2 separate regions of the Zea mays genome follow, and region 2 is linked to region 1. A link is a contact called in public Hi-C data. All regions are on one chromosome and are shown on one strand. Each heading gives the region's core, a stretch centred on a gene start, on an enhancer-like site or on the middle of the called end of the contact. The rest is flanking DNA. Distances are from core to core; before and after follow the strand shown.

Evidence for each region. Hi-C and Micro-C count contacts between places; a contact is called where the count stands out from the background.
Region 2: a contact with region 1 is called in a Hi-C map of leaf, with 4 times the contacts expected there. The contact joins the enhancer-like site here to the promoter of LOC100281671 in region 1. A contact is called at or near these places in 4 of 25 Hi-C or Micro-C datasets (ear, endosperm, leaf and 1 more) and 1 of 3 datasets of contacts at active chromatin or transcription factors (leaf).

What each region holds. Positions count from the first base shown.
Region 1 is chr1:279,658,425-279,665,849 of Zm-B73-REFERENCE-NAM-5.0, forward strand. It overlaps LOC100281671 (homeodomain protein JUBEL1), which reads right to left and starts at 2,624. Exons shown (of 5, transcript NM_001154591.2): 1 at 2,270-2,624; 2 at 615-1,994. The coding sequence starts at 1,940.
Region 2 is chr1:279,732,269-279,739,693 of Zm-B73-REFERENCE-NAM-5.0, forward strand. No RefSeq gene overlaps it. Among protein-coding and RNA genes, the nearest start is that of LOC100281671, 75 kb to the left of the region's middle. Within about 2 kb of position 3,038, at least 13 of the 20 cell types and tissues checked have an H3K27ac peak or open chromatin away from gene starts, as enhancers often do. A contact at or near this core is called in ear, leaf and tassel, where this site is marked.

The DNA of each region.
Region 1 (7,425 bases), core at 1,374-3,873:
GGGATACGGAGAGAGAAGAGGCAGGCGGACGGACCGATTGGCGCATAAAGAAAATGGGAGGGGAGGCGATGAATGCATCAGCCAGCCGCACCAACAACCGCACAAAAAGGAAACCGAGCCATATGGGATGGGATCGATGTTACTATGATTAGAAGATTCATATCCCTCTTGGAGTTTGTGTGGTGTGGCGGCGGCTCCTGCTGCAGCGCCGCATCCTTGCATGCCATTGGCGGCCACCTGCCACCTCCGGCAGGAAAGAATGACTTGTGGCAGTAAAAAAAATAAAAAAAAACAAGATCTCCCCTCTCTCTCCTCTCTCGTACCACCAGCTAGTAGCTGCTGCTTCTGCTGGATCATCGGTTGTAGTACTGTACTGCTACGTACGTACCGGCTCTGCACACCTACCGCCGCGGCCGCAACTACCTTAACTAGCGCCGCGCGCCTCCGTGGCCACGATCGAGCGTCGTCGTCGGCCGGAGCTTATTAGCTATGGCGTCAGCAAACCCATGCACCTAGCTATATGCATGCAAGCTAGATAGACGATGAAGCAGAAAGGAGGGGAACGGATGGAGTCCGCGTGTGTGTGTGTGTGGATGATGAGACAGTGGACGTGCCTCGTCGAGCATGGAGATGAGCTTGGCCTTCTTGCGCTGCTGCTCGAACCGGTCGGCGGGGGACAGCTGCGGGGGCTCCTTGTTGGGCGCGGACGACGGGGACTGCGCGGCGGCGCCGGAGCTGGAGGCGCCGCCCTTGTTGCCCGGGTTGTTGTTAGGGTTAGACGCCGAGGCCCCTCGCCCGCCGCCCTTGATCTGCCCGCGCCCGACGCTGCAGAACTCCTCGAGGAGCTCCTGCGCCGCGCGGGTGTACTTGGAGTTGCGCAGCACGCCCGCGACGCCGGCGGGGCCGTAGCCGACGTGCAGCTGCTGCCCCAGCGCGCCGACCTGGCCGTGCAATGCCATCGGCAGCTGCTGCTGCTGCTGCTGCTGCTGGCGGTTGAAGTAGAGCACGCCGTCCCGGACCCTCAGCTCCTCGGCCTGCTTCGCCATCTCCAGCTGCTGCAGCGACGGCGACAGCGACAGGGACAGCCCCTGGCCTTCCACGACGCCGGTCCCGGCGCCGCCGCCAAACGGGGCCCCGGCGTTTCCGAACGCCTGGAACGCCGCCTCGTGGTGCTGGACCTGGACGTCCGACGGCGACGGCGGCGACGATCTGGACTGCTGCTGCTGCTGCGGGTTCATCAGGAAGAGCTGCATCGCGGCGGCCGGGTCGGTGGCCAGCCCAGCCATGCTGCCCTGCTGCTTCGGGGACGACGTTTCACCTAACGACCCCATGTTGGCCCCACCACCGAGGACCAAGCCAGCAGCACGACCCGCCGCGCCGGCCCCGACGAACCAACCGCCGTCGCCGGACAAGCCAGCCACCACCCCTCCGGGCCCCTGCTGCTGCTGCTGCCGTAGCCCCCCGAAGCGGTAGTTGGCGCCCATCTGGCTGGCCAGCAGCTCGGTGGCGGAGGGCCCCGACGGCGGCGCGGGGAAGTTGAACATCTCGGAGAGCATGTTGGAGGCCCCAGCTGCGGCCGCCGCGTGCTCGTACATGGACCCGGGCCCGCCATGCTCGTCGCCCTCGATGGGGAGCAGGCCGTGGCCGCCGCCGGCGGCCGGGTCGAACCCCTGCACCCTCAGCTTGTCGCGGCGGCTCTGCTGCGCCACGTGCTGCTGCTGCTGATGATGGTCCTGGTGGCCGGAGTCGTCCGGGCGGTCGAAGCCATCCGAGGAGTAGCCGTAGACGCCGGCGCTGCCCTGGTGGAATCCCTGCGAGTGGGACATAGAAGCCGCGGTAGCCGCCCTGGTGGCGGCGGCGGCGGAGATCGCTGCGATGTTGATCTTGGTGCGTTGGCTCACGTACGTGGTGGTCTCGTACGGTGGCGCCGCTACGCCCATGCCGGCGGCGCCACTGTCATCATCATCGGCGGGATCCCGGCCACGACCTCCTTCCTGCGAAGCTCATGAGCAGCAGCAGCACCATCGTAATAAGCACCGGCCAGGCGGGGAAAACGAATATAGAATCCAAATTAAGAAGACGATGAACCGAATTGCACTCTCCCAAAGCAAAGAAATCGAAAAATAAAGGAACTCTCCAACTAGCTAGCTTTGCATGTATACGAAGAAACAAAAAAGAACCGATCGATCGACCGGGCAACCAAAGCTGAACGAAGGAACGAAGCATGCAGGATAGTGAGGAGGAGCTAGCTCCCGGCGCTGCTGCTTACCTTAGCCTAAGAGGAACTAGCTACCACATCGTTATCTGGGTGCGGGAGTAGTGAAAGGCCTGCCTCCGAGTCCAGCCGCTCCTCTCCATCTCTGTCTCTCTCTCCTTGTCTCCCGAAATTTCTTTATCCCTCAATCCCTCTCCTCCCTCCTGTGCTGCGTGCGTGTGACTAACTATATATTTTTTTTGCCCCCTCCCCTCCTTGTCCGGTCGGGTCGGGCGGCGGCCGAGCACGCAGACGCAGCCTTGTGCGATCGATCGCCTTCCGATTCCGAGAGAGGGGGACGGCGAGGAGCGCGACGACGCGCAAAGGGGAGGGCGAGGCAAGCAGCTGGCTCTAGCTAGGCTATAGTAGTAGCGCGTAGGGCGGGTGGCCGGTTGGTATATAAAAAAACCGAGCTCCTTTTCCCCTCCCTAGCTCTCCTCCTGCCGCCGTGACTGCTGCTGCAGATATTGGAGTTGGACGGGGGCGTGCTCAGTCCAGAGGGGGGGAGGAGGAAAGGAAGACGTCGCTGTCCCTGGCCTCGCTAGCTCTCCCTCTCCATTCCTCCTTTGGGGATCCCTCTTTTTTCTTTTATGCCCTCGCTTGTACCGCGTTTAATAATCGGGCGTCGTTGTTGTGTTGTGGTTAAGTTATTGTTGCTGGTGCTGGTGATGTCGTACGCTTGTTTTCATTTGTCCCCCCCACCCATCCACTCTAGCTCTCTCTCTCCTTTTCATGGCTCTTTTGTTTTCTATCCTCGAATGACTTTACAGCTGATTTTTAGCAAGAGACTAGCTGCAGCTAGCCGCTATATATGGGTACTTCTCAACATGCAACAATTCGAGCGAGCGCCTAGCTAGTACATGTACACACACCGTACCGGCAGCCGACCAACTATCTCGCTCCCCTCGCTCGCTGTGCGAGCTAGATACAAGGTGGAATGGAAGATGATGTTGATCATGTCGAGTATTATCCAGCAGGGAGGCAGAGGGGAGGAAAAAAACAGATGGAAAGCAAGTAAAGGGGGCAGGGTCGTCTGATGGGAAAAGAAAGCGATGAGGAGGCGTCCCTCTCTGCGTCTTTCCATCTTTTCTTTTTCATTTCGAAATTGACCAGCACTCGGGGACGCCCCTGCAGCCGAGGCGCGCGAGGAGGAAATAATCCACCCCGGCAGATCAAATTATCTTTTTTTTATGCAAAAAATATATAAAAAAGATAAGCAAAACTTTCCGTGTGCTATGCTAGCTAGCTCCTCCGATCCAACCAACGCCATATGTTTACGTCCTCGCCTTTATTGCGAAACCGAGAAAATGATAAAAAAAAATCTCGGCCCGGCCGGTGGTGGGTGCGACGAATCTCCTATGCTTTATTTTTTTCCCCGCCTGCTTTCTGATGAAACATTTAATTAAATGGAGAAAGGAAAACGAAAGCGGGATTGCTGTTGCGCTTGCGCCGCTGCAGATTCGTCTCAACCACGCGGGCGCGCGTGCGGCTGTGGTGTGCGAGAGCGTCGCTAAGGGTCTGTTTGGTTGGGCTGTGGCTGTGAAAAAAGTTGCTGTGGGCTGTGAGCTGTGGAAAAAGCTGCTGTAGGCTGTAAGTTGTTAAAAAGCTAAAAACCGTTTGATGGAAACCACTAAAAGTCGTTAAAAATTCTTCGATATATGTTTTCATAGTTCCATCCGAAAAGCCACTAAAAGCAGGTCCAGAGGTGCTTTCAGATTTGCACTACGAGAAAGTCGGCTTTTAGAAAAAGCTGCTTCCTGGATCCAGCCCTTTGGTTGGCTTTTGGTTTTTAGAGAAACAAAAGCCAAAGCCAAAAGTCAAACCAAACACACCCTAAACCTGACGACGCTACTACTGCGCGCGTGTGTGCTGTGCAGGCCTAATCAATCCGTCCCCAACCGCTAATAATCCAACCGGCCGGCTTCGCCCTTTTTTATTAATTTTTTCCTTGCTGATGATCCTGGCCGTACGTTGACCTGCTCGGCGTTCGGCACGTCCAGGCCCTTTTTCTAGGCTTTCTTGCTGTAGCGTTTAGCGCGCAGTGATGGTGGGGTTTTAAGAGAGGCGGTTGAGGGGATAGATAGCTCGGTGCATGCGTCGCGCGCGTTTCTCCGGCCATGCGGGCAGTCTGCATGGTCGTCTTGACTTTTCTGTCTAATCCGCCTGAGCTAGCGGGGTCGGAAGAGAGACAGATGATGAGGAGGAGAGGATGAGGCCGGCGCCGGTGATCGAGCTAGCCTCAGCCGCGGCGCCGCACCACCGTACAGGATCGGAGTACAGACGCGCCAGAGAGCTAGCTCTTGTTAGCTTCGAGCGTGCTAGCTGTACGTGCGAGTGACGCTCTTTTTTTTTGGGGGGGTTAAATTCGGTCGTCTCCATCTTTATCGTCGGCGAGCCGGGGCCGTCGGACGGGGATCGGGCGGTGGGCGGAGCGGTGGTCCAGGCGCGCGATAGCGGCCACGGGCGGGGCTTGTCGGCCGCTGGGAGCGGAGCGGTGCGGAGGGGAGGGGGATTGCCGTCTCGATCAATTATTGGGCCCTTGTGATTTGGACTCGGCACCAACTCAATCCTAGTCTCACACAGTGATCATGTGTTATCTAACTGTGGGCCCCCCGCGCGCGGGAAAAAAAAGGTGCTTGGCTTCAGGCTATACGTACGTACCGACAGCACTCGAGAGCAAGCCATTCATGAACTACTCTCCTCCGAATCGGCGTACTATCATTTCCAAGTCTTAAACGACCATATATTTATTATTCTGCCATGCAATTCTTCTTCTTAGACTTCCGTTTGGTTTTTTTATTCAACGACTAAAGTTTAATTAAGAGATTAAGACCCCGTTTGATTCTTTTAGTTCAACGACTAAAATTTAGTTAGAAGGCTAAAGTTTAGTCTCTACCCTATTTTGATTCCAGAACTAAAACTATTTAAAACAAATTAAATAAATCATAAGAGGATTCAAATACCCCTTGGCAATTGGTGCTCCGCTTCTGGCTCCTCTTGGACGCTCCCCGTCGTCTTCACTATCGAGCTTCTAGCCAAAATGTCGTAGGCCTCGTTCCCTTTGGTACATGGTGGCGGTCGTGTCACAAACGCGGTTGACAAGGTCTCGCAAGACTTTTGTCCCACTTGGTACAATATTACAATGGCTCGCGCAAGTGCCGAGGGGTTTTGTGGGTTTTTTTAAACTCACTCAACTAACTAGGAACAACCTAGAGCTAGCACAATAGCGATCTAACTACCGTAAGCACATCGCAAAAGCACTTATACTGATCACCCGATGAATCTCTTTTGCATTTGTGTGTTGAATCTCTTAGAAATGTGCCTCTATGCTTGAGATATGTTTCTTGTGCTCCACACAATCCAAATGGCCGATTGGATGGGTATAAATAGCCTCCCCCTCAAATAGAGCCATTGGACTGAAAGTAGCAGTTTCTGTCGTTGGGCGCACTGGACAGTCTGTTACACACCGGACATGTCCGATGTCCTAGCCACGTCATCCAAGGATTGAGAAAGCTGTTGCAGATGACCGTTGTCCTGCTGTCAGCCTTACTTTGGATAGTACGGTGGTTCACCGGACAGTCTGGTGGCTCTCCTCCGTAGTGCCTCCTGGAACTAGCTGTTGTGCTCCTATTGCCTGGTGCACAGAACAGTCCAGTTGTAGGGACCAGACAGTCTGGTGAGCCTCCACTGCATCTCCGGTGCACAAGCTAACAACCCTTCTCAATTTTCTTCACTTCTTTTGATTGGGATTCTTTTGGACTTGTGCTTGATATTTATTGATCCTTAGAGCCTCAGTCCAATCCACTTCGCATACTGGGAACTATAACTTTATGTAGGAGCTGGAACATGGAGCCATCCAAACACCCCTTATTACCGTACTTGTGTTGCGTCGGATCACAATTTTTTAGACTAAGTTTTAGTAATATATTGATCCATGTTCCACACAGTAAGGCTAGTCCCATGGATACTGTTAGATGTAAGGTAGGATTATGACATTGAATTTAATAAAGAGCTGTATATATAAAAAAGTTGTATAATCCTAAAGATATAATTTGGACACGTCTTCCAAAGTTAGACAATTGTGCAGAATCCTTAGATACACGCATTATATTGTGATCATTACGGGTAATGAATCACGATCTAAATATTTCTTCACGATTCGTTTTTGAGCCTTTAATTAATTTTAGTTCCAAAATAAATAGAAATAGAGCCATGCAAATACGTTCTGATTCTTAATTTTTAGAGTATAAAAGGTAGAGTCTATTACCGTAATTGGCTAATTGTGATAGAACATATACAATAATCAATTGTTTAGTGGCTCCTAAGGGTATTTTCAACCCATTGTTTCTTATCACGATATACAAAGCTGCCACATCATATGTTGCTATAGAAGATATTGTTGTTACAATATATAGTATCATGTGTTGTTTTATAGTCCCCACAAGACAATTAAATGCTACACTACCGGAAAACGGATCTTTGTCGAGTGCCAAGTGATCTACCGAGGCACTCGACAAAAAAACTCTTTGTCGAGTACCAAACAAAAAACGCTTCGCAAAAAAACACTCGGGCAAAGAGCTTATTTGCCGAATGTTTTTTCGATACTAGGCAAAACAAGTTTTAAATCACATTTCGAAGCAGTAAATTAATTCAAATGGGAAACATTTACAACTACAAAGTTGTATAACTCATCAAAATGTACGAATGTTGTTTTGCTCATTTCTTCATATGACAAAATAAAAGTAAACTTGTTTCACAAAACTTATATCTCTCTCTATAGTTTATGAAACTACAAGATGATGTATATGATTTCCGAACAATGTTAGAACCACCATGTTGGATGAACAAATGAGCAAACAACCAAAATAAACTTTGTAGAGATTAAGAGGTTATAGAATTTTGTACTTGGCAACTTTTGGATTTGAGTCATCTTGTCAACGAAAACAATGTCTGAATTCAACAAAATTTAAATTCAATTTTTTTTCAAACAACCTCGGGTGGAAACCGACCAATATGGTACTTGTGGGTCTTGCAAAGTTTTGAAACTTTGTAGCTAACAACCTTTTGAATTGAAATCATTTGTCATGCGAAACTATGTTTGGCTTTCAAAATTTGAAATTTTCAATCGTCGTTGGATGAAAAAAATACCAAAATGAAAGTTGTAGGTATCA
Region 2 (7,425 bases), core at 1,788-4,287, 74 kb after region 1:
ACTCTGATGAGGCCACCCAAATAAGGAACTTTAATTCCCAAGCCACCTCTATACTCCTCGCTTCCTTGTGTCGAGAGGAGTACAACAAGGTGCAAGGGTTGACGAGTGTCAAAGAAACTTGGGACATCCTTAAAACGGCACATGAAGGGGACGAGGTGACCAAAATCACCAAGCGCGAAACGATCAAAGGAGACTTGGGTGATATCCCAAGTGCTTTACCGTAAGGGGACTTGGGCGATATCCCAAGTGCTCCACCATAAGGACCAGTTCATTGGGTGACCATTCGAAAAAATAGTGCAACCATGTGGGTGGTATGAGATACCCTTAGCTGATTAATTAGAGAAACCTGAGGTGTAGTTTGCTTCGTCGTCGTGCCATCAATAGAGCCTAAGCCATAGTACTCGCTCTACCAAGGGTGGTTCGCCACCTTAGGGAGGTTCACTATACTATTGAACTAGGTAAACCTAATTTGAGTGTGACAATTTTGTCATTATCTCAAGCAATTGTATAGTTCCATGAGTCTATTGTCATGTTAACATCTTCTCGCTGGTTGGCTTGGTAACCTTTTCTTTTGCAGCATTAGCTGGCTTCAAAGAATACATCTTTGGTGAAGGGACATTGAAGTGCTTCTATTTCTTCAGGCCATGTGTTACTTCTTTCTCTTTCATGGTCACCTCATGCTTCTCTTTACCCTACTCTTGTCATCCCTAGCGGGATTCAAGTAGTCTAGATATTCAAATCTATATGCCTTAAAAACTCGGTTGTACCTCTTCTTGCCTCAATGATTAAAGGCTTTAGTCATCAACTTCTCTTTGGTTATATAGTTTGCAAGTATTTTATTGGTCATCATGTTGATAGTGGTAAGCCAATCCTCACAAGGCTCGGAGTACTTGCTAAAGGGTTGAAACTTGAAGGGCAATGTGATAAACTCTTTGTTGAAATTCTTCTTCATATGTTCTTCATTATTAGGCTTTAGCATTGACCAACCATCTTTTACCATGAAAAATAATATGTGATATGCTCTTGAGATAGGTTGTGCAAGTGCATGCGTTGACAAATAATGTTTTAAGCAAACATCACTACCGTTGAAGCGCTAGCAAAAAAACACAATATATGTTTTATCCCAATTGAAGGTATATCCCTCTTTGCCACTAGCCTTTGTCTAATATTTTAGTTCATGAATTCGGTAGCAACACTCCTAGTAGGCTTCGGTTAGATTGCTTTAGATAGCCTAATGAATACTACAAGTCACATCATGGCACTTGGAATCAGCTAGTGGAAGTATATGTCATACGTTTTTAGCACCTTCGTCCCCTGACCCTCATTTTGTTAACCTTTGGCTCAACAGAACAAGGGATGTACAATGGAGAAAATCTTTGGCTGGCAAACAACTTCGTCGGACTGCTTTGTCTCATCGGTGGAGATTTGAAAGTGGATATCACAAATGGAGTTGGCAAGCGATTCTTTGATGATGACTTGAATGCGGTAGCAAAAGAATGATTGACGAGACTTCTGGCTAAGAACGACATCGAGAACAAATCTCATCTAAGGGAAGATGTGCATGGCACATCAATGTAGTCAAAGGATGAAACCATACACCCTTGAATATGAAACATTTGTATGTTAGAGAGAAGGGTAAAAATATAAATGTACATAAGATTGTATAGGAACTCAACCCTTATATATAGTTGAACAGTGTGATCGTGTGAACGGTCGGCCACACGAGGAACTCATGCTCAGCATTTGCTTGAGCCAAAAGAGAGCCTATGAAGGTATCATTTTTTGCTAAAGTTATCACCTTTATTTGTGCATGAATTCCATTATTTGTTTGTTTGTTTGTTTTGAGCCCTTACTTTGTCTTAATACAATCAGTTGTTCTCGTTTTACTGTTTGACCCAAAGGTCATTATATCACATAAGAATATTTAAGGGAGACAAAGTAAGAACCATTAATTGCATTCATCAATCATTGACAAGGGTAAAAGATGCTTAATCGACCTCTCCAACCAAAGCAGAGGAATAATAGAGTAACTGTGTTTCCCTATTATTGTTCTTTCATAATTTCAACTAATCCTGAAATTACCATTGGAAAAGAAATAGTAGTGTAACTTGATTGAAAGTGGCTAGAAAAAATTCTCTTCAAACATAGGCAAAACATTCCAAATACTATAGTACCAATACACACACTATTGACACACATATGTCATGCTCACTAATGTTTGCCATCATACTTGACTTTTGATTTGAGGATGTTGTCACATCTATGAAGGATCCAAGAGATTCACAACGTGTGCCTCATCTGAAAAGTAGGAAAAATATCATCCACAGATTAAAGGCATTTGTGTGAGGACTCTAGGGCCCAAATATAAATCTCCAGTGTGAATTATAAATTGCAAGAAAAATGCATTTTTATGCCGCTTGGGGGATTTCTCCAAAACTAAAAAAAAACTCTAGAGGGAAACTATTGTTGTGTGTGGTGTAGTTTTTAAGTTTTCTCCCTCTGCAATTAGTTGAAAGGACTAGACATGATAAGAAGGACCAAAACTATTGCACAGTTAAGATTTTCGTGCCATCGCCGTACAATCAAGTTACCAAAAGTCATAAACATCTAAAAAACAAAGATATACATTATTTTTATTCTATTAATATATTAAACTTAAAGTTATGTTTCACCATATGGTAAATAATATAAAAAGGAGAAACTTCAATCATTTTTAAGTCCTTTAGATTTGATAGATTTTTTTATGTATTTTAAAATAGAATAAACAATTTAAAATTTGATATATTGATAGAGTAAATATTGAAATTATAAAATTTTAAGAATATTTTTATGCCTTTAGTAGTTTTATCGTATGATGATTATATAAGAAAATTTATTGTACAACAGTTTTTTTTGCGGATAAAGAGAGCAGAACACAAACTTGGACGTGGACTAGAGTGACAGCATCCAAAGACCTCGCCCACTCTCCTCTTGTCTCGGCGCCGCCTGACGCCAATCACGTGAGACGACGGTTCCCCCACGTGCACATATGGCCACGTCAGCTCCGTCATGAGCAACCCGCTGCTGGATCGTTGCGTTGAGCAGCTGCATCTGCCTGGTAGATACCTCAAACGGCCAAGCTGAGCGCTCGTCTGGCGTACGTTGGTCAGCCACGACAGACGACGACTCCCCAAGATCTTGTTGCTCGGCCAATGTCTACCGGCCCTCACGAAACGAGCAATTTTGTAGGCGCCAGAGCATGAAAAGCTCGGGTAGGCTACAGAGTACACAAGGCACGACGCGTAGATGCATCTCACGAGGTCGGTCGCAGTCTTTTTTGAGGTGTGGTTTGGTTTGTACGTACTACTAGAAAAAAGAAGGATACTCTGACCGTCAGAGCATCCTTCTTTTTTTTCTAGTAGTACGTCTGACCTGCGGTAATATCATTTGTTTTTTTCCAGATCAGATGGCCAGTCATGTCACCCGCGTGGCGCGTGTGACGTGTGACGCAGGACAAGGCTACACTTTCGCCGGAGTTCTTTCTCCCGAAGAAAGTTCTGACGGTAGTTCTGACGGTTAATCAAGGAGCGGCAGCAGGTTGTGGTTGTCAGCACCCACCAGGACACGGAAGTACGAAAAAAATACTAATGCAATTGGTTGTTTATTGACGTGGCCTAGTGGTGTTTAATGTAGAAACTTTGAGGTGTCTAAAGGGGTTTTTTCCCAAAAACGTGAAGGTGTCTCTCCGTTAAGAGACATCTATTGTTCATAACCCAAGTAGTAACAAATGCCTCACTTCCCATTGTACGAATTCGTCGTCTGTTTTATTGATCCGATGCTATATAAGCGCATTTACTTCTATATTTATTAGTAGGCGACATTTATAAACAATCCATTGTATAATAGAGTATCTTAGTTGTCTCTTGTGCTTGGAGAACCGTTTTGATGTCTCTTCACTATACATGTTGTCGGAAAGTCGAACCACATAAGCTACTGGTAGGTGGCACAAAAAGAATCGATCCAATTGTGATGCTTAACAACGATACACGTATGCTAATAATTAGGTCCGATCCTCTCTTTTTTATTATATAGTACTATAAAAGAGATAGTAGTAGTAGTCTGCCTACTCGGTTTATACAAAAAAAGATATCTTGATCACACAACAGTAGTGCTAGTATACCTACGATCGACACATAAAATGTAGTGGACCGATTAAATCGATCCAGAGACTAGTTAAACCATTGTTGATCCTATTCTTCGTTGGTAGACTTTCGAAAACCTCCTAGAAAGAATCATCAGGAGGAGCACATGGAAGGTGTTCTATGGTCGGCAAGGCCACCTAAAACACCGCTAAATCTCGCTGGAAAAAGTGACAAACATCAAGATATAGAGGGGGAAATGAAAGAGATGGATGTATTTTTTGTCTATTGGATATTGGATACCTCAATATACCGCGATACTCTCATATATAGAGAGAGGATGGTTTTATCATAGTATGAACCAATTCCATAACATGTTTATCAAGTTTCCAATTCCAAAATCCGATTAGGAAATAAATTAGTTTGAAGAACCACCAAAAGTTGGCCTAGCTGACCACCAAAGTCGGCTCAATCGGGTTTCGCGAGGGAAGTCGATAGTGTAGATGGCTTGACAATATGAAGTTGACCTGGTTAGGTCCAGAAGGCGACCTAGTTGGCTTTAGTAACCTGATGTGGCCAGTTTTGGGGTCGGTCTAGCTGACTCTAGCGAAGAAAATGCCCTTCTTATTTGTTCCAATTTTGCATATCAACATATGCCCCTGTTTTTCATAAAAACATATATGAATCAAAACTACTAAATAGTGGTAATATGCAGCTCATCGGCTATCTAGCATTTAAGGGTGATGTATACATTGACCATATTTGTTCCAATTGCGACACAAGTATTGGTCATTGCTTTGAAGACACTCTAGGCCTCTTGCCAAACATTTGGAAAATATTATTTTCAAATATCTTTTGATGATTGTTCTTGGGAGACTATCACAACACCTCTAGCATATAACAATTTCTAAATATGACTTTGATCGCTTTATAAGGATCTTCCCAACTCTGTGACCACTTACCAAACTTGTCGCCCTTCTATCTAATTTGTACTATGGTTTTCCACACTATATCTCTAACTTGAAATGACTTTATTTTGAATTTTTCATTGTGCACTCTAGCACCATGATCCTTGTCCTTCTCCATATACATAAGAGACTTTAATCTCTTATCTATTACTTCATGAGTGAAAGCATCTAGGCCCCTGGTTGGTTTTAGTGATTAATGACAACGTAAGATTACATGTGACTAACATGTGTTTTGTAGAGCAAATGGTAACTTAGGTCACATTGTAGGGAGTTGTGCTACAATGGTGAAAACAATCCCTCAGATGAGAACTTGAAGCGACGACCGAAAAAGGTGAATCAAAAGATGAAGGACTTCATATCCTAAGTGTCGAAGAAGTTGTGGACACTTGGTATAGAGTTAGGACTTCTATTTTTGTTTTAGTCGTACTATAAAGAGGGGTTGTGGATGAGTAGTTTGACTAAGAGAAATCTAGTGTAGTGTCGGTGCATGTTCACACTCACAATTAGTGCTAGGTGTCACTCTATAACTCACTCACAAGTTAGAATCGAAAACGGTTTATAAAAAACGAAGAAAAGAAAATGGGACTGCTGATCTAGAGCAACCTCAGCCAGCTGAAGAAACCTAAGAGCGCCCTATTCACAGACTTGAATTTATAAACATTGACCTAGGCACAAAGCCATCCCCACTATCAACTTTTTAATAGTCATCCAACGTGGAACCTTGGCCTAACTTATCAAGCTCATCAAAGTCGCAATAGCTTCACATGCATCGCTCTTAAAAGTCTGATACTGCTCAACATGATGCTTTAACCATTCAACATTATTATCCATTAAAATGATTACATGATATTATTGAGATACATATCAATCATCTTTAAAGAGACAGGTACAAAGCCTTCTCTATTGACACTAATAAACTAAAAAATCAGTAAGGTAATGACCAAAACATCATGCCTCTTGAGCAAAGGAGCATCAGCCATAGCAACATAGCCTATGAATCTGCATATGAATGATTACATCATCATCTCCCATTCACTAAATGAGAAACAAGTGCAAGCTAAATGAAACACATCAATTGGCATGAATCCAATGGTGTTCGGGTATTATATTATAGTTACCTTATACCTTTGCAGCGAACAAGGTTATGGCCAACGTTAACGTCTTGCTCCTAGATGGTGAGCTCCATAGATTCAACTCCTTTGGCTAGAATAGGATCACCTCCTCCAACTCCATTGATCATAATGTTGCCTTGATCTCATCATTCCTACCTCCAAGCTTCTTATAAAGTGAATATGACATCAAGTTTACTATTGGCCCTTTATCCACCAATATGTTATGAATGTGTACCATTAACATGACCCTTTGCATATAGTGGTTTGATATACTTGATGGAATCCTCAAACTTCTAGAAGACAACACTTTGAGTAGCATAGTCAAATTGAGCCATCGTCGAATCATCTCCAATCACATAATAATCATAAGACAAATAAATAATATTGTCTTTTTACATTTTCTAGAGAAGGTTCATAGTACACCATCTCCACATCTAGCTCCTTAAAAGTGTCATCAACATGTATCGGAGAAACATCAATAATAGTGGGTGTCGAACCAGTAGTGTATTAGCCACTACTAGAATAGAGGGAGACGATTTAGCCGCTAGAGACCTAGCTTGCCTATAACACCCTGAATTTGAGGGGTATAATTTTTCTTCTCTGATACTCACCAAATTCAGGTGTTACTCTCTTTTCTCTTCCCGTTTCGCTCCTTCTTCCAATTTTTCAAAGCAGTATAGTGACTGGTGTCCGTATCGCATGTAAACAAAAACCTAAGTTGACATGGGTGTTGCATCATGCTGAAGCATATTTCTTTTGTCTGATGTTGTGTCTGATCACGCGTCTGTCTCGTTTCGGTTTTCGATTCACGATTTGATTTCGATTAGTTGTCACACCCAGTTTTAGAAGGTAAACCGAATGCGAACCATGTACGTGCCAGGATCAGAAACTCACGTACACAGCGATTACATAATTGGACATCATCACAAAATGCTCAAAATAAATAGCGGAAAAGTACTTTATTACAACAAGATGTCCAAGACATCCACTGAGTCTATAACATAGCCATCAACATCAAAGTGCAGAAATACGAAACGTAGAAGATAAGGCCTTCACAGGCAGCTAATTGGGGTTTGCCACTAAAATAAATTAGAAGTCATCGTTGTCCTGGGACTCCTCAAAGTCCTCCATGTTGCTAGCATCTCCTCCTGAGCACTGAGTACAGTGGGGACAACCTGGGATGGGGTGGTTTGTAAAGCAAGGGTAAATACACATCAACTTACTCAG